Linked DNA regions of Nothobranchius furzeri: region 1 is linked to region 2. Evidence: chromatin contacts called from public Micro-C data. All regions are on one chromosome and are shown on one strand. Each heading gives the region's core, a stretch centred on a gene start, on an enhancer-like site or on the middle of the called end of the contact. The rest is flanking DNA. Distances are from core to core; before and after follow the strand shown. Region 1 holds the start of slka (STE20-like kinase a). Region 2 overlaps LOC107376010 (SH3 and PX domain-containing protein 2A).

What was found. Hi-C and Micro-C count contacts between places; a contact is called where the count stands out from the background.
Region 1: a contact with region 2 is called in a Micro-C map of tail fin, with 6 times the contacts expected there. The contact joins the promoter of slka here to the enhancer-like site in region 2. A contact is called at or near these places in 2 of 2 Hi-C or Micro-C datasets (skeletal muscle and tail fin).

Annotation. Positions count from the first base shown.
Region 1 is chr12:33,698,908-33,703,186 of NfurGRZ-RIMD1, forward strand. It overlaps slka (STE20-like kinase a), which reads left to right and starts at 1,298. Exons shown (of 19, transcript XM_070542016.1): 1 at 1,298-1,377.
Region 2 is chr12:33,558,682-33,563,243 of NfurGRZ-RIMD1, forward strand. LOC107376010 (SH3 and PX domain-containing protein 2A) reads right to left here. Exons shown (of 15, transcript XM_070542551.1): 4 at 4,213-4,289; 5 at 3,551-3,642; 6 at 922-1,020. Among protein-coding and RNA genes, the nearest start is that of LOC107376009, 58 kb to the right of the region's middle. Within about 2 kb of position 3,275, at least 2 of the 3 cell types and tissues checked have an H3K27ac peak or open chromatin away from gene starts, as enhancers often do. A contact at or near this core is called in tail fin, where this site is marked.

The DNA.
Region 1 (4,279 bases), core at 48-2,547, 140 kb after region 2:
AGGGGAAGAGACTTGAGTAGAAGGAACTTTATGAGGCATCTTGAAGAAGAACTGATACATTGAGATTGGGAGTTCTAATACAAAGTAAAGAAAAATTAGCACATTGAGGGGACTTATAGTTAGGGACACCACTTGGAGGCTGGTGTCGAGTTAATAGCAGGCAGGAATCTCATACGGCTGCCGAGTATTGGACATGATGACAACCTGACAAATTTGATGTGTCTTTCGATTTTGTTGTTTGTTGTTCAAACTAACTGAGTGTGGCAAGGTGGATAAACGAGGGCCCGGGCAGGATTCGATCCCCAGACTCCCGGGTGAGAGTCATACGCTCTAACCAGTCAGCCAAAGGGACATCCCCTTGGCCAAGTAGCCAGGGCGCATGATCTATCGGTACACTGTGACAGGACACTCACACTGTCACATCTTCCCCCCTCTTTCCACAAGCACGTCCTCGTGCTCCCGCGCAGGGTGCCACAAACTTCACATCCATGGACCTACTTGACAGTACTACATGGATCCTGCCAACAACGCCAAATGTGGCAAGGTGGATAAACGAGGGCCCGGGCAGGATTCGATTCCCAGACTCCCGGGTGAGAGTCATACGCTCTAACCAGTCAGCCAAAGGGACATCCCCTTGGCCAAGTAGCCAGGGCGCATGATCTATCGGGACACTGTGACAGGACACTCACACTGTCACATGAGTACAGCAACAGTGTAACAATTGTCTTCTTCTTAGTTGAAATGGCAGACCCCATGTTTCCATGGATTACTGCTGCCCTCCACTGTTTCTTTCAGCACAAAAGCATAACAAGCTTATATCCCTATATAGCTATTGTATTTCAAGATGGCACATGACAATGAAGCGTCGACCACAATTTATATGTTTAAAATGTAAATTTTCAAGCTGAGAGGAATATTTAGAATTGACGTTGGTGAGAAATGCTAATGAAAAAGCACAAATATGTGAACGGGTTACACAGATTTTGATAGTAAACTGGTAAAAATATTACACACTGTAGCTTTAAATTTCCCTAGTCTCACATGCAGAGATTTTATTACATATTTCCCATTAAGGAGCATCTTTTTTCTTTTCTGTACAATAAAAGATGATTAGCTTTTATTCCAAATTTTAATAGTATGAATGACATTCCTAACAGACAGAATGACTGATACAGTAACGGTAACGATTGTGTGGTTTCATTATATGCTACAACGGCTTATCATACCCCTAGAACACAGAGAAGATCCAGGAAATAGATCCATTGTGCATCAAGTTAACCAGTATGAGGGCGGATTAGAACGGAAACAGACATACTTGTCTTTGCAAGCAAATTGTTCTGTTTCAAATTTCGTTAAAAATGCAGAAAATCTGTCTCAGTGAGTACATTTTAATTTAAAGACTATAATGACGTTGGTGGAACGTTGTGGATACTTGAGCAAATGAATTTTGTTTCCAACATTTAAACCTCAAAATGCAGAACATCTTGGAAAACTTATTTGTGCTTTTACAAACTAATTTCCAATACAGTTTAAGTTCGCTTTAAAATCAAAAAACGTTTCAGTTCGATTTCATTTTACGCTTGAAAGTATCCGTGAGTTTTGATCTTATTTTGAAAGTCCAGCGGAAAAGCTTACTTCCTTGGAATCTAACTTGATGCTAGTCCGTTAACTTCTGTGCGGTTAGCCAACCGAAGCATGAGGTCGGTGTTCTGTCCGTTTAACCCGGGTACCGTTAAATGACATAAATGTCGCCATGATAGCTGTAATGCTTTAGCTCTTTTCGGGTTCAGTTGATTCTTGTTTGAATGAAACGGAAACGCTAGCTTCCCTCCCCCTACCCCACGACTCCAGCACCGCTTGAGTCTGTGACGGGCTTAGCCATGATGTGGTTGTAAATAACTGCTGTCGAGGGAAGTTATAATTGACATTATCAAAGCTGATATCGACCTGTCAGCATTCGTTTAGCGCTCGCATGCTTTTATTCTGATAGTCGCTCGAGTTCCGCGTCTGGAGGGTCCGCTATATTTCGTTGACTGCGTCCACAGTCCTTCACGTCAGAAGGAAAACATGTCTTTCTTCAATTTTTGGAAGATGTTTAAGTTACCCGAAAAAAAGAAGAAGCAGTATGAACATGTTCACAGAGACGTCGATCCAGAAGACATTTGGGAAATAATTGGGGAGCTAGGAGATGGCGCTTTTGGCAAAGTGTACAAGGTAAGTTGATGTGTTACGTTACATCCGCCTTCTAGCTTTCTCGCCCATTTATGAACAAACTCGATTGCGTTGCTTTTGGAAGTCATTTGATGTTAAGATGACAACAAAGATGTCTCAACATTTGGTCAGGCCTCAGCCTAAAGTCAAGGCCCATGACTAAATTTCTTTTATTCATTCCACTAAAACAGTCACGTGTAAACTTTCCATGTGTGGAAATGTGAAAAAAGATAACAAATTTACAGCATTCTACATTTTAATTAACATTCTTGTTTACAACAGTTATTTTCACGTTTAAACGTGACTTTCTGATGTGTTTCACTTGCCTTTGGTAAAGAAAAAAATATGCCGAAGGCGTGGTTCGTTGCAACAAATGAAACGTGACCTCAAAATGTCAAAGTATATTGTTAAATCCGCCTCCCAGAGATCACAGGACACAGAGCCGTTCTCTAAAACTACACAGCATTTGTTTAAAGTAGTCACTCTCTCTATGCCTCTGGACTTTCTGTTCAGTAGCTTATGGATCCCCATACTGTTAGGTGTTTTGTAAATATAGCTAACTGATGACTTCTGCTAACCTGAGAATGTGTTTCATCATAACAAAAGCCTGTTATTTGATAACAAATAGACCTAATGTCATCATATGTACACCTGTTATTGCTTTCCTCTTTTCCTGAAACATTTTCTTTATGAATTTGAAGAAATTGGTTCACTTTTTGGTGGTTTCGTGTTGTGTCCATGTTAAATAACGTCTTATAGTTGTGTAAACTATTGTAATCAAATAAATCTTAATTTGCCTTCATTTGTTTTCTAGTCTCTTAAGCAGTTTGACTAGCTGTAATGGAAATCAGACGACTCACAATTTAGTTTTCTGCCAGCTTAAGCTTTAAAATAGACAAAATAAATTTGGTGATGTTACATTGACTGCATTAAAGTGGTAAAAGGAAGATACTTTCTATTGGGTCATGTTTTTATTATTGTATTTATTAACGCAAAAATTCACATTAGGTGGCTGCATTTAGGTATGGTGGAAAAGGTTGTTTTTAACTTCCACATAGGTCTGACATGCTGCAGTACATAATGTATTGTGTTTTAAAACTAAAGAGGTGTGTTAATTTTACCACCTCACTCTGGCTGCATAAAAGTTTGTATACACAGTGAGTAATCTCAGTGTTCCTGGGCAGTATTTAGTAAATCATTTACTGGTGATTTAGTGAGAGCTGTGTCATTTTTCCCACATATTCTCACATGTAGATTAGTCACAAAAAAAAACATGCAAAATTGCACAAAAAAATCAGCAAGGCAGTGAAAAGTGAACTGCCTTATAGTGAGGGACAGAAACCACTGTAACAGTTTAGTATGCTAGCTAAATGCTAATATGGCGTTGCAATGAAAAATTAGGCTGTTTTTAGCTTTCTTGGTTTTGTATTGACTTCAAAATTACAGCTGCTCAATGCTACCAACAATCTGGGAAACCCCAGACAACTGGTCAAAACTTCCAGAACCCAACCTGAACCTCCTCCTACTCACTTTTCCTAAACACACACATTTGTTGTCGAGGTAACAAACTGACCGATGGCTCTGCCAGCCAAATGAGGTCAGGCTGCGTTCACAGTTAACAGCTCTGTCACCTAAACATTTACCAACAAAAGCAGGTCCAGATTCTAAACATCATATAAAACAACTCCTTAATTGAAATTTCCAAAAAGAACTGAACAGTTTTTATTACACTAGGCAGCCTGGCTCTCTAGCCTCATTCCTGTTCAGCTGCTCTGAGACAAAATCTCATGATTCATTCAGTGAGTGGTATGTGCAGATGAGAGAAATGGCAAGAGGGGAGTTTAAAAAGACACGATACAACTTCTATACATTTATGAATCATTTTCTTGAGCCAGTATGTTTCTAAAATAACTATTTACAAGGTAAATGAAAGGCCACTCACCCCCATTGCCCCCTGTGTCTGGAATATTCCACTTGCAAGTAGAGTTGCAATGATTATAAATTTTAGTGGTACGATTATATAGTCAGAGAATCGAGATGTTCTCTGCTGTTTCCTGGACACTAAACC
Region 2 (4,562 bases), core at 2,025-4,524:
CTAGCAATGTTCTATTGGAACCTCCTCAGCATTGTTTTGCATCTTCTTTGACAAATGTCACTGACCGACATCCGTAGCGGTGAGTACATCTCGCTGGTTGTTATCCAATGGCATGTGATGACAGTTTGCTAAACAACTGTAGACCCCGCCCCACAACAGAGAACCATCAAAAAACCATGGCCAGGCTATGTATTTACATATGTAGGATGGTTAAGAGTTTATGGGGCAGCTGCAACAGAGGCATGAAAAATAAGTTTAACTTTGAAAGTTCCTATTTGAATTTTATAATGTTTTTAATTACATGTGTAAAATCAGCTTAAGCTGGTTCAAATTTAAATGGATAATATGGAGTTTTGGCTTGCTTTTAGCACCCCCTAAAGTCAGCTATTTATTTACTGTTATAAAAGAACATGTGAAACGTATTTACTTGCTGTGCATTCGTCTTTTTAACGCCTTAATCTAACTGCTGAAATAACTGCTTAGCCTTCATTAGTGTCTACAGCAGTGGCTCATCACTAAATCAAACAATTCAGCTCTGTTCATGATCTAAAACATGCTGGAAGCACACTCCAAGACTAAAGTGTGACTAACAGGTAGTGGCCCACCAACTCTGAAGTTACATGTGCGGTATTCTGACCACAGGGGGCAGTCGGGTCAGGGTGACTTTTTATTAAGGGTCATTTTAGCACATACTAGCTCAAGAAAATGATTTTAATATTTGAAAAAGTTGCATAGTATGCCTTAATACTATAATTTAAGGAAAGACTTGATGCTCACGCTTTTCTCTTCACATTATTAGATATTGACTGTTTAGCTGTTAAGAATACAATGTGAATTGTGTGTTTTTTGCTCCAGCCTGACTGGGTGGAGATGAAAACTGAGGCTCGGGGAGAAATAATGAGGATAAAGTAAATGCTTGACCTGCCGTGCTTGCTCGTGACCCTCAGCACAAACCCAGAGGTGGAGTTATATTCCTCCCAGGAGGAGACTGAGCACACAGCTCTGGCTCTGTACACTCCCCTCCTGTCACCAGTAAAATCCGATGTTTAGGGCCATTTTGGGGGTGGGGGGGGGTTTAACATCTAGTTAAGAAAAGTTGTCTTAGTTTCACCAAGTAGGTCCAAGTCAGAGGTGGAAAATAGTATGTCACTTAAAATTCAAATCAAAGGATCCTTTATAATCATGGGAGTTTGCTCTGGAACTCTCTGTAGGTGGGCCTGGTAGTGAAGAAATGTGTGCAGTACTAGTTCTCCTCACACTTTTGCAGCCAGCCAGGAGGACAGCCATCTCCGTCCTGCTTTGTGTCCACATTACAGAGACACTTGGATTAACCTCTGGCTCTGAGGTCAAAGGCTTAGCATCATCACTGTAATAAAGCAAAGGTTCCACGCGTGCATGGAAGATGTGCGGTAGGTTTGTGTGAAAGGTAATGTGTGCACAAACAAACCCAGTAACCTTGAGTACGCTTTCTCAAATTTGCAGCAAGACTTGGCCATGATTGGACACTGATGTCAGTGTCAAAGAACGCTTGTTTGACCAAATACCAACCACTAATCACTTAGCTTGTGCTAAAACACTGAGCTCGCATTACACTAAAGGTTGCAAAAGAAAAAGCTCTGCAGAAAAACTACACGGCAACTCATAGTTTAAAATAGATTAGTCGTTAATGTGCATTAGTTTGTTTCAATGCATTTGATATTATTTAATATGAAATGTAGTTTTTATGTTAAGACTTGAGGAAAAATACTTTGCCTTGGATAAAGTTGAGGTTAGACAAGCAATTGTAAAAATCAGGTTAAATAAACTGGTTAATAAAATGCTTGTAAGGTGTCAGATTTTGCACGAAAAGAGTCGATTTTTTTAAATTTTTAAAACAAGATACATTGAAAAAATTCAAGTTTCGCTTCAGGTTAGATAGTAAGTGGATAATAGAATAATAATTGAATCAATAAAAAGATGAAGTCAAGGAACTGTTGCTTTAATTATGATGTTTATTCCCATTTTGTTTGCTGGCTAAATTTGTTTTATTTCAGTTTTGTTTGGCATTAAAAGTTTGATTTATTGTGAAGGGTGGATAATAATAATAATAATAATAATAATAATAGACACCGAGGCTATGCAGTGGCGCAGTGGTTAGAGCTCTTGCCTTCCTGGGCTAAGATCTTTCTGCATGGAGTTTGCATGTTCTCCCTGTGCATGCGTGGGTTCTCTCCGGGTACTCCGGCTTCCTCCCACAGTCCAAAAACATTACTGTTAGGTTAATTGCTCTGTCCAAATTGTTCTCGTGTGTGTGTGTGTGTGTGTGTGTGTGTGTGTGTGTGTGTGTGTGTGTGTGTGTGTGTGTGTGTGTGTGTGTGTGTGTGTGTGTGTGTGTGTGTGTGTGTGTGTGTGTGTGTGTGTGTGTGTGTGTGTGTGTGTGTGTGTGTGTGTGTGTGCATAAATGTTTGTCCTGTATGTCTCTGTGTTGCCCTGCGGTGGACTGGCACTCTGTCCAGGGTGTACCCCGCCTGATTGCTGATTGCCCCATTGACCGCTGGAGATAGGCACCAGACCCTACGTGGACAAGCGGGTTCAGGAAACGGATGGATGGATAATAGACACCACCTTAAGAAGGTAGAAATTCCAGATGAAACAAACCCTCAGCCTTTTTACAAGCTTGCAGAAAGGCTCCCTCTTGTGGTGAAATTGTGTTAAAACAAGTGATCTGAGTTCTTTGCAAACCTGTTATGAACATTAGATGGCAGTGTTGGATGAGGGCTGATAAAACAAGACTGTTTCATTCTAGTCAGAAAAGCTCTTCTGTCATTTCTTATCAGTCATGTGCATCAGCAGGCATGCCGGCAATTTTTTTGTTTGTTTGTTTTGTTTATTTAGAAACTGAGCTCACCTCTAGGCCTTTTGGCACATAAAGATGAGATTTCCAGGGGAGTGATTTTGAAACAGTGCAGATCCAGTGGAAGTGAATGGGAGTGTACGGGTAGTGCGGCCTTTAGACCTCAGCCTATCCGTTTAGGCTGCACCGGATTGTCTCACTGCAGGAGACTCAATTGGAAGTGGGATTAACTTGAATGAGTATTGGAGGTTAAAAGTTGTGTCTTTTTTTCTTAAGTAAAAGCCAGATGGATATCTTCAAGAATTTGCATTTTACTGAGCAAAAAAAAATTCTTCATGCACAGGTCAAACCAAGCACAGAATGTCTGCTGAAACCTGCTGTGGGTCTGCCAGTTGCGTAATGACTCCTACTCTCACTTTGAACCGATTAAGATGAATGACTCAGCTGACAGCCTTTTCCACCATGAGACTTGAACCCGCTGAACTTCCATGACACCACTGATCCTTCCTCATTAGCTCTGGCTTCTCATGTCACAAGACCATTATTTTCAAAAACACAGTAACTCACAAGACTATCAGTCTTCAAAGCAACGCTATCAAAGATTGACATGAAATGATCCGGCTGCTGAAGCACACAAACACACAACAGCAGAGTTTAATATCTTATAGCTCTGCTTAAGAAGAGTTTTCTCTTGGACAATTTAGTTCGGTTACTCACTCAGTGGGAGGGTTAAGGTCTTCGGATTTTGTTTCAAAGAAGTTAAGGACCTCCTCGCTTTGACAGATTTGGGAGGGGAGTTTCATCAGAGCCTGTGAGGAAGAAGGGAGAGATAATGCTACTGGTTGCATTCAGATATCAACCATTTGTTTCAATGTAGCTGCGCCTTCCTGCTGATCAGAGGACCAGCAGGAGATGTGCAGTTGTGAAGAGACGAGAGGCTTGTGATCTTGGGACAACACACTCAAAAAGTAAACACACCTACTTAAAAAGGTAAAGGGTTCCAGGTAACATTAGCTTCTGGTGAATGGCAAAAAGGTTGTGACTAACCTGCCTGCATTCCTTTCAACCACTTTTTTTTCATAACCACACCACACTGCTGATTCATTCTCATTCTCTCATGCCCCAGATCCCTCGTTTCCTTTTGCGGCTGCATATTTACATCACTGACAGGACGTGACTGCTGCAGAAAGAGGACTGGCTTTCCTGTTTCAGGCTGGTGGGGGGAGATAAACGCCAAGGCCTGCCTTGAACTTATAAAGGGAAACCTCTGGCAAGCAAAAAAGGGCCCTTCCATCCAGGACATTCTGAGGTCTCAGCACAAAGGGCTGCACAAAAATAATAAAAAAAATACTAATTTGTCAAATATTATCCATCCTTACTTTGCAGTAATTGTCCAGGTGCTTCAGTCTTCTGACCGCTACATCTCTGATGTGACTGCGGCGAAACAAGACTTTACCTGAAAAGGGATAAAACATACATGTAGACACATTTTCGGGTGAATTGTTACTGATAAGTTCAGTTATAAGCCTGTATCTACATTTTTCTCCAACAGCTCTACTGTTTTCTGTCTTAAACACACTGAGAACGACAGACGTGTTTCGGGGTTTTTTTTAAATAAAAATGTTGCTATTTCAGAGATTTTCTGAAAAAGAAACAAGTTTCCCCTAAGTTTCAAAGGATTTTATTGAGTTGCATTAAACTTGTATATCAGGGGTAATGTAGGCCTAAA